Linked DNA regions of Macaca mulatta: region 2 is linked to region 1. A link is a contact called in public Hi-C data. All regions are on one chromosome and are shown on one strand. Each heading gives the region's core, a stretch centred on a gene start, on an enhancer-like site or on the middle of the called end of the contact. The rest is flanking DNA. Distances are from core to core; before and after follow the strand shown.

Region 1 (7,720 bases), core at 2,855-5,354:
AGTTTTCAGGGCTTAACTTTGCCCCCTTGGCTTAATAAATTTGGTTCTGAAATTTCATTTTCTTTTTAAAGTTTGTATCTCAAAGTATAAGTTGCATAACTGAACAGGAAATTCCAGCATGTTCATCATGTAAGTTCACAGAGCTATGTAGTAGGCAGAATAATGGCCTCCAGAAGATGTCTGTGTTCAGATTTCAGGAATCTCTGACTATGTTATATATGACAAGAGGCTTTGGTTTTTTTTTTTTTTTTTTTTTTGAGACGGAGTCTCGCTCTGTCGCCCAGGCTGGAGTGCAGTGGCTGGACTCAGCTCACTGCAAGCTCCACCTCCCGGGTTTATGCCATTCTCCTGCCTCAGCCTCCCGAGTAGCTGGGACTACAGGCTACCGCCACATCGCCTGGCTAGTTTTTTGTGTTTTTTTAGTAGAGACGGGGTTTCACCATGTTAACCAGGATGGTCTCCGCCTCCCAAAGTGCTGGGATTGCAGGCTTGAGCCACCGCGCCCGGCCAACAAGAGGCGTTGAAGATGTCATTAAATTATTTTGAGATGGGAAGATTATCCTGGATTGTCTGGTGGACTCAGTGTAATCACAAGGATCCTTATAAGTGAAAGAAGGAAGCAGAGTTAGGGAGAAGTTTGAAGATGTTCTGCTGCTGGCTTGGAAGATGGAGGAAGGGGCCGCAAACCAAGCAAGCCTCCTCTAGAAATTGGAAAAGGTGAGGGAATGATTTCTTCCCTAGAGCATCCAGAAGGAATGCACACTTGCCAACACTTGATTTTAGCTCAGTGAAACTCAGTTTGAACTTCTGACCTACAAAATGCTACCTGTTTTTTGGCTCCTTCCATTTTCTTTTTCTTTTCTTTTTCCTTTTTTCTTGTTTTTTTTTTTTTCTTTTTGAGAAGGCATCTCCTACTGTTGCCCAGGCTGGAGTGTAGTGGCGCGATCTCGGCTCACTGCAAGATCCGCCTCCCGGATTCACGCCATTTTCCTGCCTCAGCTTCCCCGAGTACCTGGGACCATAGGCGCACGCCACCACGCCCGGCGAATTTTTTGTATTTTTAGTAAAGGTGGGGTTTCACCGTGTTAGCCAGGATGGTCTCAATCTCCTGACCTCGTGATCCGCCCGCCTTGGCCTCCCAAAGTGCGGGGATTACAGGCGTGAGCCATCATGCCCGGCCCAACTCTTTCCATTTTCAAAGCCAATAATGGAGCTTGTTTTTTTTTTTTTTTTTTTTTTTTTTTTTTTGAAACAGAGTCTTGCCCTGTTGACCAGGCTGCAATGGCGCTATCTCGGGTCACTGCAACCTCCGCCTCCCGGGTTCAAACGATTCTCCTGCCTCAGCCTCCCTAGTAGCTGGGATTACAGGCAGCTGCCACCACGCCCAGCCATTTTTGGTACTTTTAGTAGAGACAGGGTTTCACCATGTTGGCCAGGCTGGTCTCAAACGCCTTACCTCATGATCGCCCACCTCAGCCTCCCCAAGTGCCGGGATTACAGTCGTAAGCCACCACACCCGGCCGAGCATTTTCAAATCTCAGATTCTCACCTGTGCCTCTGTGGTCACATCTTCTCTTACTCTCACTCTTCTGTGTCTCTCACTTACAAGGGCCGTTGTGATGACTTTGGGTTCACCTAGATAATGCAGGAACCTCCCTATTCCAAGATCCTTAACTTAATCACATCTACAAAATCCCACTTACCATGTAAAGTAACATTCACAGGCTCCAGGGATTAGGACATGGGCATCTTCTGCCTAGCACACTGAGTTTGTGTGATGCCAGTCAATAAGGTTGAAATGGAAAGAAATGAGGTAGAAGCAGCAGCAATGGGCCTGATCACACAGAACCCTATAAGCCAAGGTAAGGATGTTGGATTTTATTCTGTGATGGTATACACTAGCATATTACCAGCAGGAGAGTGCTACTATGATTTATATTTTATAAAGATCATTTTGGGTGCTGTGTGGCAAATTAACTACGATGGAAGCAGAGAGGTTATCCAACCAGGAGCCTTTCAAAGTACTCCAGGAAAGAGATGTTAGCAGCTTGGATTAGAGTAGTGGAAGCAGAGGAGGTAAGTGATTAGATTCTAAGTGATGTGTGTTGAAAGTACAGAGAGAAGATTTAAGGATGATTTCAACGCTTTTGGCTGGAGTAATTGGATGAATTGCTCACCCAACTGCAGATATAGAATCCTGCAAAAGGAGGTTTTGGTTTGTTTGTTGTGGAGGCAGTCAAAATAAAATCGCAGTGCCTGGTAGCCATCTAAGTGGAGGTGGTCAATAAGCTGTAATGTATGTCACAGACCAGTCTGGAATTAAGGGAAGGGGTAGGTCAAGAGACAAATACTTCAGAGTCAGTACTCTACAGATGGTAAGGCCTTCAGATGGAATGAAAGCTGACCATATTTTTATTATCCAAACCAGCACACATTTTAACTTTTTATTTTGACAATTTCAGACACAAAAAAGTTGCAAGAATAATACACAGAATTTGCATATGCCTTTCAATCAGATTCTCCAAATGTTAACATTTTATTGTAACTGCTTTATCCTTTTCTATTTCTCTACTTACCTATAGACAGACACTTTTTCTCTGAACTATTTGAAAGTAAGTTGCAGACATGACACCCATAGCCTTACATACTTCAGTGGGGTTTTCCTACAAAGACATTCCCTTCTATCAGTAGTTCTTAAAGTATGGTTCCCAGGCTAGCAGCAACTGTTATCACCTGGAAAGTTAGAAACCTAACTCGTAGGGCCCCACCCCAGACCAACTGATTTTGACAATTTTTCTGTGGTTATGAAAGGAAATTAACATCACTTCAAAACTATTATCTAACTTATAGGCATTATTTAGATTTTACCAATTGTCCCAGTAATGTCTTTGATAGCAAAAGTACCAAATGAACACATTTGAGATTAAAGGGAACCACATTCAATAATTTTGCCAAGACAGAGTAGTCGTGTAATCATAAAAGGCAGTTGTGCTCACACCTGTAATCCCAGCACTTTGGGAGGCTGAGGCGGGTGGATCACCTGAGGTCAGAAGTTTGAGAACAGCCTGGCCAGCATGAGGAAACCCTGTCTCTACTAAAAATACAAAAATTAGCCGGGTGTGGTGGTGCGTGCCTGTAGTCCCAGCGACTTTGGGAGGCTGAGGCATGAGAATCACTTGAACCCGGGAGGCAGCAGTTGCAATGAAACGAGATTGTGCCACTGCAGTCGAGCCTGGGCGACACAGCAAGAATCTATCTTAAAAAAAAAAAAAGGTACTGAGGAGGTATACTTTTTCTTAATACGTACACTTAGAGGTCTAGTATGATAACTGGAGTTGTCTATAGTATTTTATAAATGGATGTCCTTAGTGACCTTGACAAGAGGGAAATGGACACAAAAATGAAAGAAAGCAGACACGGTATGTAGAAAACTTTTTTAAAAGGAGCAAAGATATGAGGGGGATGTGGTAATTAAGGAAGGTTTTGTTTTTTTAAGGTGGGTCATTTTATTAATACATTATGTTGATTGCTGCCGGGAAAAATTCCTTGAAGAGCAGTCTAGGGAGGTTTACAAACTACTGATGCCTGGAGCTCATCTCCAAAGATTCTTATTTAATGGATCTGGGGTGCAGCCAGGTTCACGGGGATTTTCAGAAGCTCCCCAAGTGATCTTAATGTGTAGTCAAGATTGAGAACCACTGGTAGAGAGAGAAAAAAATCTGAAGAGAGGACTTAAAATCTGCTGCAGCAGCAAGACCTTAAATAATCTAAGTGCTAAATTGCAGCCAGCACCACTTGAATTGTCAAATCTTGTCAGTTACAGTATCCAACTTTCCCTACAAGCGTCCATAGGCAGACGAAGGGTTTATACCAGTAACTCCATTCCCCAGGAGACAAGAAAGGAGGCTAGAAAAACGACTTAGCAATCTCCTTGGAGCTCAAGACCAGGAACTTCCCCCTGCCCGTCCCTGCCGCAGTTCCTGCGGAGCTCCGGCATGCTGGCCGCTCTCGCAGCCCCGGTCGCCAGTGCGCACGCGCAGGATTCACTGGGGCGCAGGCACCGGCGCAGGCTTGGCTGCGCCCTCTCGCGCCGCACGCTCCGCGGGTTCCTCCCTCCTTTCGAGCCTCTACCCTGGCCGCCGCGCGGGAGAGAGGCCGAGATGGCAGATGAGATTGCCAAGGCTCAGGTCGCTCGGCCTGGTGGCGACACGATCTTCGGGAAGATCATCCGCAAGGAAATACCAGCCAAAATCATTTTTGAGGATGACCAGGTAGGTACCGTGAACCACCTCGCTCGCCTGCTGAGGTGGGGTATCGTCCCCGGATCCTCGGGTTTCTCGCGGAGGGACAGGAGGGGTCGCGAGTGCAGCGGCGATGGCAGGGGACCTGGCCGCCCTGGCCCAGTGGGCCCCCAGCCAGGGGACAGGGCCCGGGCACTCCGAGGCGGCCTGCCGGCGCGTGCCGGCGCTCCGGTTACTCGTTATCTGCCCCGGGCGCGGGCCAGGCCGCCGGGCGTCCTGGGTGCGGCACCGCGGGGCCTGGGCGCGTGTCGGAGCGCACTGAGGCCCCCGCGTGGAAGCCCGCCGGCTCCCCGGCTGCCTCCGACCTCGCCTGTATCAGGAATCTCGAAATCTCGCCAGCGCTCTGCCTGACAGAGAGAAACCCGATCGCGCCCTGACTCATGCCCAATCTCCGCGATCTCCCGCGCACAGCCGGCCTGCCAGGGCCGGCCGTTCCTGGGCGCTGCTCGGCATGGCATTGTGCTCCAGGGCCTCGGGGCGCGGGGAGGTGCGCGGACCGGCTGGGCCTGCCGGCCTCCTCCGCGGTGTGCGGTTTGCCACCTCACCGCTACCCCATCCCTGTCTCCACCCCAAGCCGTACCCTGGGCTGGCGAGGCGATCTCCTGAGAGAAGAAGTGGGCCCGCGTCTGGGATTTGCTTTCGGTTGACCTCTCCCGCTGAACGTGTCGGGCCTACAAACAGCTGAATGATTCCTTTTATATTCAACAGGAAGTAATTTTAAGCCAAGAGACTGAGACTGTAGTTTTTGTTGACTTCTTGTAGGTGAAATCCCATGTGACTTTGAGATATATTGTGTAAATTATTTAGTGGACAGTTGTATTTTTGGGATTGGATCTCAGATAAAGCTGGGCAGATTGGATGATTTAGATAGAACAATTTTGTAAACAGTTTTGTTAAATTTAGGAAATATGAAATATAAGAAAAACATTTATTCTACTAGTGTCGTTTAGTTAGATTCAAAACGTTATCAAAGATTTAATTAGGTTCTTCCAGGCGAATTTTTAAAAAAAACTTTGTCTCTACTCAGGGGTAATTCTTTGGTTTTAGAAAAAATATTTCTTTTTAAAGTTTGCAGTTGCCTTTGAGAAATGGTTGTTGAAAAATTTACATTTGAACCACCGAAGTCCAACTGTATAACAGCAGGAAGCAGTCTAAATGAATCAGCATTTTGTAGGGAGTACCCAGTAGAATTACTCCTGAGACAAATAAGTGTGGATGGGTTTTATTAAAACAGTTTTCACTTCAGCAGTGAGCAAGAGATACAAAAAAAGATATTAATGTCGTGCGTCTATTTACAGACACTGTGTTAAATAGTCTAAATGCCGAAGAGTATGTATCATATATGTACTCTTCAGTTTTACACAAAAGGATAGGTATATTTCTTAAATAGTTGAGTAGAGTGAGAATAGATATTAATCAAATAGCAGACAAATACGTAGTTAAAAAACTGATTGCTATCATAAAGAAAAAACACACACACACACACACACAGGAAATTGCACAACTAGGACTCTGACCTGGGAGTAATGGGACGGGGAGGGGAATCAGAGGTTTTTTTCTGTTTTTTTTCTTTTTTCTTCCAGAAATCATATATGTGCTGGGAATGGAATGGCGGGATGACTAGCAGTTTAAGTTAGAAGTTGGGGTTTGGAGGGGGAGAGGATCACTGAAAAAGCTTTGAGGGCGGACAGCTCAGAAGGACAGTTCCACGTGAAGAGTTGCAGGAGATCTGGAGAGGCAGACAAGGATTAGCATGGCCAATTTCTATGCATTCATTGGCTCCCAGTTTAAATGTCACTGCAGAGTTGTTGTCCCTAAACAATCTAAATCAGGCTTTTCCTGTAATAATCATTCATATTATCCTTTACTTTTTAACATGTATGACCTTTGGTGATTATACCTGTATTTAAAGTTGGTCTTCCCATAAGACTTCCATGGAGTCTGGGTGCAGTTTGGGAGGCCAAGGCGGATGGATCACCTGAGGTCAGGAGTTTGAGACCAGCCTGGATAACATGGTGAAACCCTGTCTGTACAAAACCACAAAAAGTAACTGGGCATGATGGCACATGCCTGTAATCCCAGCTACTTGGGAGGCTGAGGCAAGAGAATCGCCTGAACCCAGGAGGCGGAGGTTGCAGTAAGCTGAGATCTTGCCATTGCACTCCAGCCTGGGTGACAGTGAGACTACATCTCAAAAACAAAAAAACAAAAAAACTTCCATGGAAAGGATCACGGCACCATTCGTAATGTGTACACTTCTGTTTTCTTAGCATCTAGTGCTCCCCATGTAGTTACTGTTCAGTAAATATTTGTTGAAATAAGTTTTATCCTACCAATATACTAAAAGTTTGATTTATTTATTTCTTTCCCTTTTCCCTAGTGCCTTGCTTTCCACGACATTTCCCCTCAAGCACCAACACATTTTCTGGTGATACCCAAGAAACATATATCCCAGATTTCTGCAGCAGAAGATGATGATGAAAGTGTAAGTAAATTTCTAACATGATTTATTTTCTTGCTTTTTAAATTGGGAGATTAATTTTGTCCTTAAAGTGCTGTCACATTTTCATCTTCCTAAGGTCATTATTAAGGAAAAACTAGAAAAACCATTAAGATTTCAATTGCCCAGCTGTTTTCCAAAGTTGCTGCATCATTTTGTATCCCACCAGCAATGAATGAGCATTCCATCTTCTCCATATCCTTATCAACACTTGCTATTATCTTTTTTTTTTTTTGAAATGGAGTCTTGCTCTGTCACCCAGGCTGGAGTGCAGTGGTGCCCCCGATCTTGGCTCACTGCAAACTCCGCCTCCCAGGTTCACACCATTCTCCTGCCTCAGCCTCCCGAGTAGCTGGGACTACAGGCGCCCGCCACCACACCTGGCTGATTTTTTGTATTTTTAGTAGAGATGGAGTTTCACTGTGTTAGTCAGGATGCTCTCGATCTCCTGACCTTGTGATTTGCCCTCCTCTGCCTCCCAAAGTGCTGGGATTACAAGCGTGAGCCACTGCACCTGGCCTATTGTATTCGTAAAGTAAGCTAGAGAAAAGGTTATTAAGAAAATCGTAAGGAAGAGAAAATATATTTACTATTCATTAAGTGGAGTGAACCATAAAGGTCTTCATCCTTGTCATCTTCATGTTGAGTAGGCTGAGGAAGAGGAGGGGTTGGTCTAGCTATAGCTGTCTCAGGGGTGGCAGAGGCAGAAGAAAATTTGCCTATGGGTAGATCTGCACAGGTCAAACCCATGTTGTGCAAGGGTCAGTTGTATTTACTTGGGGATACTTTTTAAAGTGAGACGTTATTTCTGAAACTTAGAAACTTCAGGACATTAATTTTTAATTCAATATATTTGTACAAATCACAGAGTTCAAAGATTAGAGCGAGTACTTAATGGTAAAATACCATTTTATATGCA
Region 2 (7,720 bases), core at 3,347-5,846, 96 kb before region 1:
CTGAGGTGGGTGGATCACCTGAGGTCAAGAGCTCGAGATCAGCCTGACGAACATGGAGAAACCCCGTCTTTACTAAAAATACAAAAATTAGTCAGGCATGGTGGCAGACGCCTGTAATCCCAGCTACTCAGGAGGCTGAGGCAGGAGAATCACTTGAACCCAGGAGACAGAGGTTGTGGTAAGCCGAGATTGCACCACTGCACTCCAGTCTGAGAGACAGACTGTCTCAAAAAAAAAAAAAAAAGAAAAAAAAAAAGTAAGCACATGCATGTGCTTCTCTCAAGTTCCTCTCAAGAAGGCACAGGAAAACTATGTCCCCCTCTGAGACTGACTAAAATATTACTAACATTCAATGTTCAATAAAATGTTAAAATATTTCTTTCATGAAAATTAAGAATAAGAACAATGCAGATCAAAACCAATTTGCATTTTTAATTTTGAAAAAAATCTTATAAAACCTTAACAAAATATCCCAGATTCATCTTCAAGCAGATGAGGAATCTAAATAAACGCTTTCGTAATTTTAAAAAAAACAACTGGAACTTGAAAACATAACAGTAACCCATCTCAGAAAATAATGTGAGAAATTAGTTATGAAGTATTTAAATAAACTTTTTTAAATTAAAACTCTCACTATCTACACAGGCAAATATGAGCACAGCTGCAATATGCCATGTTAGTATCATTATTAATCACTTCATTAATTACATCTGAGGAAAAAGAAATGCTTTCTAGGCCGGGCGCAGTGGCTCAAGCCTGTAATCCCAGCACTTTGGGAGGCCGAGACGGGCGGATCACGAGGTCAGGAGATCGAGACCATCCTGGCTAATATGGTGAAACCCCGTCTCTACTAAAAATACAAAAAACTAGCCGGGCGAGGTGGTGGGCGCCTGTAGTCCCAGCTACTCGGGAGGCTGAGGCAGGAGAATGGCGTAAACCCGCGAGGCGGAGCTTGCAGTGAGCTGAGATCCGGCCACTGCACTCCAGCCTGGGCGACAAAGCGAGACTCCGTCTCAAAAAAAAAAAAAAAAGAAATGCTTTCTAAATCATTCTAAAAGGTCTTACAAAAAAATGAACTACCCTCTCCCCAACAGACACATACACCCTGATGAAGAAAACACCAACATTTCAAATATTCCAGCAATTATAACACAAGATAATCCTGAAATTTATTTAGCCTCAAAACATTACGAACTACTCCAAGGAAGAAACAATACTTTGAAAACACTAGTATTTTTAAGGTACAAAAAAAAATTATGGCCGGGGCGGTGGCTCACTCCTGTAATCCCAGCACTTTGGGAGGCCGAGGCAGACAGATCATGAGGTCAATCGATCAAGACCATCATGGCCAACATGGTGAAACCCCATCTCTACTAAAACTACAAAAATTAGCCAGGCATAGTGGCGCACACCTGTAGTCCCAGCTACTTGGGAGGCTGAGGCAGGAGAATTGCTTGAACCACGGAGGCGGAGGTTGCAGTGAACCGAGATCGCACCACTGCACTCCAGCCTGGCAACAGGGTGAGACTCTGCCTCAAATAAATAAATAAATAAATAAATTATGAGTGCTGATTTCTTGGAAAAATATATTTTAACGCAGCTGCTGATTGTCAAGAATTCTGATAATGTGCTTATCCAGGAAAAAAAAAAAAAAAAAGCCAAACACTTTTCACTTAACACATCATACCTTACTTACTTGTTCTTTATCATCACTATTACCATTTACAATTAGGTATGTCATCAACACCAGACTATCAGTGGTATATTGTCAGGTAACTCTTCCTCCGAGAAATATACATTTAAAGAAAAAGTATTACAATTCTCTATCATTAAATTTTAAGCATTACTTTCCTTATTATTTCTAGAAACAACAATAAAGAGCTAACACAGCACATTTTGGGAGGCTGAGGCGGGCAGATCACTTGAGACCAGGAGTTCGAGACCAGCCTGGCCAACAGAGAGAAACCCTGTCTCTACTGAAAATACAAAAAATAGGGCGTGGTGACACATGTCTGTAATCCTAGCTACATGGGAGGCTGAGGCAGGAAAACAGCTCAAGCCCCAAAGGCGGAGGTTGCAGTAAGCCAAGATCGCACCACTGCACCCTAGCCTGGGTGAGGAGCCAGACTTCATCTCAAAAAAAAAAAAAAAAAAACAGCTAGTAGCCCGTAAGTCCAAAATCTGAAAGTTCTATTTGAATGTAAACATTATCTTTAACAATAATAAGTATTATAAGCATTAACAGTCAAAAGAGCCCACTTAAATACAAAAGCTAACTATAAAAAAATTAATATCTACATTATTTCATAATGATCAAGACTGACTTTGGATCACATTAGTCTGGATTCCTGAAATAAATACAATATTACTGTTTTTTACACATATATAGATTAAAATAGGCAATGCAACCTTATGTTCAGAATAAATGCAAAACTACAAATCTCATCCTTTTTAATTAGTAGTTTTATCACAGTTGAAATACTAAAAAATAAGTCCACATATGGAACCACAAATTATTACTAATAATCTTCCCTTTTCAGCACTATCAAGTTTATAAATTGCACTTATTTGTAAATGGTGAACACAAAGACAAAATAAAATTCCTGAAATGAAGCTTTATTTTAAAACATTTCTTATAGAAAAGGAATCCACTGTTTATCTTTGGGGGTTTTTTAAAATAGAAAATGTTATTACAAAGATTATTTACAGAAAATAGGACCAGAAGTACATTACCCTTCAATAAATACACTGTACCAAAGTCTCCTAATAGGGACAAGGGAGAGAATTAAAACACTAGTTTATTAAATGTCTTCCTCTTCGTTTTAAAATGTAGATAGATTCTATTAAAGTGACAATATAAAAGCTCAATCCAATAATTTTAGCTGTACAAAGTTACTTATTAACCTTTAAAGGTTGTTATGAATTTACACTTCCTGCAGTTCACCTGCCATCTTTCCCAACTTAAGTAGCCACTAGGGGTTTAAGACAGTCACCACTTGTGACATAAATAATAAGGAAAGAACTTTACATTCAAGTTTAAGAAAAGGATAATTGTGGATTTTGCTTGTGCCCAGAAACAGTGTGCAACACAGGTCTCAGCCCATAAACAGGTGCTTCATGAATATCTGTTGAGTAAATGGTGACATTTTATTATATTACTGCAACATTAGTTCCCCCCCAAATTTAGAGTTCTCCTTTGCTCAAAATGCAGCAAGACCATACCACAGTCCCTTCTCAAAAACACATAAACTTCTTTATTCATAATTAAATAGAAAGGTGGTTGTCAAAATACAGTCCCACTCCCGCTTTTTCTCCATTATTTTTAAAGGTTAGAAATAAGGCCTGTTTTTAAGAAACAGAAAACGTATACCAACCTCTCTCAAACCAAAAGAGAAAATCCACACTTGATATATATTTTCTGTGTTCATAGTATTGAGAGTAAGAACCGACTCACAACAGTATGTTATGTGGGATAAAAACTAAAAACAAACGTATATCAAAAATACATGTTGTTTGCCGACATTATTTCCTTAATCATAATCAAGAGGATATGTGCCTCAATTTTACTAGATGTGAGATAAGCTTTGTCTGATATTTCAAGATTCATTCATTCAACAAATACTTTACTGAGCACATACTATAAGCCAGGTCCTTCAACGAAACATTTAAATTTTGTAAACTGCACATCACCCCTCAAAATTCCCCTAAAAAAGCTTATAATTTAAAGTAATTGCAAGCTAAAGAGAAATCCCCAGTGTTGTTTCTTACACAGTGAAGTCAGCGGATCGGGGTTTTTTTCAGCTGTGAATGCGGCATCAAGGAGCCGCTACCTACCACACCCGTTGCCTAAAATCACAACTTAAAGCAGCAAGCACTGGGTAAAACAACCTGTAAGAGTAGCTGAGCTCCCGCGACGAGGTGGCCAGGGGTTTTCACGCCCGGGGCCCGGGGAGAACCGCGGCAGGACCCGCGGACGGAACGCATCCGGCGCCTCCGGCGAAGAGTCGGGGCTCCGCAGCCAGGTGTCTTTGCTCCCCGAGACCCTCACCTAGAGACCCCGGGCCCTCCCCGCCCGCCCCTCGCACCACCCTCCCGACTTCCAGACCTGAAAAGTTGGGGGGAGGGGGTCTGCCTTTCCATTTTACATCAGGCGGTCAGTTGGCTGCCTCAGCCGTCCGCCTGCCGTGAATTATGAACTGAGCGTGTAACCATTCCTCAGAGGGAACAGAAAAAAAACCTAAGGCAGGGTCCTAGGGTATAAGGACCTCGCCCAAACCTGAAATGGAGACGCAAGCTCAGCCCACAGCCCGCAGCGCGCTGCTGGCAGGGCCGGGCCGAGCTCACCCCAGAGCCCTCAGGGACGAGGGTTCGGGGCTTCGGGACCCCGCCCAAGGGGCCGAGAGGGCGAGGCGTAGGGGCCGACGCGCGACTGGCGCTGGCACTGCACTCACCGTCGCCTTTGTCTCTGCCGCCCGCTCCGGCCGCAGCCCCTCTCAGCGCCGGCTCCGCGGCTCCTGCCGCCCCCACGCCTGCAGCTGCGCTCCCCGGCGCGCTCGCAGCTTCCTTGCTCCCCCTCCCCGCCCAGGCTCGCGCGCCGGTTGGGCGGAGCGAGAGGCGGCGCGCGCCCCTAGAGGGGCTGGAGGGGCGGGCGCCGTTGCGCAGCTGCGGCGGCCGCAATGTTGGCCCCGCCCCCGGCCGGGCCCCGCCCCCGCCGTACCTCCGGGATGGGAGGGTCGGCAGTCGGGCGGCGGGACCCCCGGGATTCGAGCCGCGGGGGTTAGGAATTGGCCTCTGTAACTAACGGACGCCTGAGATCCGGGGCTGCAGCACTCGCGGGAAAGGACGCTCCGAAAGATGGCGACCAAACCTGGGCGGGAGCTTGCGGGAGCCCTTTCCCACCCCAGCCCGGGCAGCGGACAGCCTTACGGAGGAGCGACGTCTGCTCACGTTGTGGGGCGGTGGACGCGCCCATGCGAGGGTGGGTGGGTGCTGAGCGGTTTGGGACGAGGGGTCTCTCAGTGGCAGTTGAGAGCCCATCCTCTGACCACTGCTTTTTCATGTAAAAGTCAGAATTGTTCAATCCGTCATTAACTGGGTTAAGGCCGAGATCATCTACCTGGCATTTGAAATGCGTGAAAATTACACATGTACTGGACTTCTGTGATTCCTTTGGGTGTGTATTTTACATATCTCAGAAATCAGAAACATGAGTTTCCTATCTAGCAGCCAGCAGTCCACCAAAATACCTACAAAACTTTATCGTGAGGTCAAAAGGATAGAGAAAGAGCGTAATGCCACTGAAGTAAGCTCTCAAACCTGTACTACTTTGAATATAATAAGTAGTGTATGGTCTTCCCCATTCTAGGTTGATGGCGAGGATTTCTAGTTGCTCAGGCCAAAAACTTTATATCATCCATAACTGCTCTCATACTCTCATTTTCACTTTCAATCTGTGAAGAAAGCTTGTTGGTTGTACCTTCAAAATAGAACAGACTGGGCAACATAGCGACACCCTGTCTCTACACACACACAAAAAATAGCCTGGTGTAGTGGCGTATGCCTATAGTCCCAAGTACTCTGGAGGCTGAGGCCAGGAGTTAGGTTACAGTGAGCCATCATCAGGTCACTGCACTCCAGCTTGGGCTGGACGGAGTGACACCTGTTTCCAAAAAAAAAAATTCTCAATCTTTCCTACCTTGCTATTTTTCCTTTCTTCCCATGACACTTCCCACCTTGTAACAATCTTTGTAATTCACAGTCAGCCCTCCGTATCCATGGGTTCTGCGTTCCTGGATTCAACCAACCACAGATGGAAAATATTTGGGGAAAAAAATACAACAATTTAAAAATACAAAAAAAAAACCCAATACAATATAACAGCTATTTACATAGTACTTACATTGTATTATAAGTAATCTGGAGATAAAGTATACAGGAGGATATATGTGGGTTATGTGCAAATACCATATCATTTTATATCATAGACCTGAGAGGATTTTGATATTGGTTGGGGTCCTAGAACCAGTCCCCCTCGGATACTGAGGTATGACTGTATTTATTTGATATGTTTAGCTTTTAGTGTCTGCCTTCTCTAGTAGAAGCTGGGATTTTTGTCTGTTTTGTTCAACTGATGTATCCCAAGTGCCTAGAATAAATGAAAAATTTTAAAATTCCCTGAGATTAAAAAAACTAAAGCAACAAAAAATGACCAATTTTTTTAATTTTAAATTTTCTCTTGGTTTCTGTTTCAATTAACCATAAGATCTTTATCTACATCATACCATAAGCATTTTGATTTTCCAGTTTCTCTGAGTACAGTGATAACCATTTACTTGACATTTAATGCAGTTTTTTGACCAATGATACACTACAATCCTATTTTCTTGAATGAGAATAACATGATAGAGTATAGGAAGGTTACATAAAGACTATTAATTCTAAAAAGTTCCTAGAACAAAAAAAAAACAAAATTCCTGAACTTGATATATGTGCTTATAAGCCTCCCTTTGAATTACAAATGTAGTAACCTTGTGTGAATGCCTTCCTCAGCCATGAAAAATAGTAAATTTTCTATCATTTACCTATAAAGGGTAGTATTCATTATGTAAACATTTATTTTCAGATTTTTCATATTTTGTAACAGAACATTACGTGATTGAATAGCACAATATAATTTCAGTTGCTATAGCTATTCATACACCCTTCTCATCAGTTAAAAAAAAAAAAAAGTCAAGTACACAATGCCATTCAGTTGAATTGACACTTTTTTTTTTTTTTTGGGACAGGGTCTCACTCTGTCACCCAGGCTGGAGTGCAGTGGCCTAATCTGTGCAATTTCAGCTCTCTGCGATCTCTGTCTTCTGGGCTCAAGTGATCCTCCCACCTCAGCCTCCCAAGGAGCTAGGACTACAAATGCACACTACCACACCCGGCTAATTTTTGTATTTTTGGTAGACAGGGTCTCACTATGTTGCCCAGGCTGGTCTGAAACTCCCAGGCTCACACAATCCGCCCTCCTCGCCTCACAAAGTGCTCACAGGCGTGAGCCACAGCGTCTGGCCTGGATGATACTTTTTGTAGAGTATGTGTGCATAATTATTTGCTCAATGTTATATTCATAGAAGTCTCTTTATACATTTAATTTATCCTTTATGATTTAAAACAATTTAAAGCTACAGATTACATAACAATTTGATTTTTTTAATAAAAGTAAAGACTTTTGTTTATAAAAACATTGACAATGTATTTCATCAATGTTAATCTGTAGTTTGTAATTACAGTAATACTAAATAAAATTTTTCTTTTTTTTCTTTTTTCTTTTGAGACAGAGTCTTGCTCTGTCGCACAGGCTGGAGTGCAGTGGCGCGATCTGGGCTCACTAAGCTCCGCCTCCCGGGTTCACGCCAGTCTCCTGCCTCAGCCTCCCGAGTAGCTGGGACTACAGGCGCCCGAAACCATGCCCGGCTAATTTTTTGTATTTTTAATAGAGACGGGGTTTCACCGTGTTGGCCAGGATGGTCTCGATCTCCTGACCTCGTGTTCCGCCCACCTCAGCCTCCCAAAGTGCTGGGATTACAGGCGTGAGCCACCGCGCAGGCCATAAAATTTTTCTAGAGTCATTATGATGTATCTGCACACTGTCCTTAAAATTGTTACTGAGTAAAATCTTATTCCAAAAGAAAGACAAGGGTAAAAAATAGACACTGTTCATAATTTACTC

Evidence for each region. A called contact is a pair of places that touch in the nucleus more often than the background predicts.
Region 2: a contact with region 1 is called in a Hi-C map of fetal cortex germinal zone, with 2.7 times the contacts expected there. The contact joins the promoter of CDC42SE2 here to the promoter of HINT1 in region 1. A contact is called at or near these places in 6 of 14 Hi-C or Micro-C datasets (CD4 T cells, blood, cortical neurons and 3 more).

The regions. Positions count from the first base shown.
Region 1 is chr6:140,088,385-140,096,104 of T2T-MMU8v2.0, reverse strand. It overlaps HINT1 (histidine triad nucleotide binding protein 1), which reads left to right and starts at 4,104. Exons shown (of 3, transcript NM_001258104.1): 1 at 4,104-4,271; 2 at 6,682-6,786. The coding sequence starts at 4,161.
Region 2 is chr6:140,185,335-140,193,054 of T2T-MMU8v2.0, reverse strand. It overlaps CDC42SE2 (CDC42 small effector 2), which reads right to left and starts at 4,596. Exons shown (of 6, transcript NM_001257601.1): 1 at 4,452-4,596.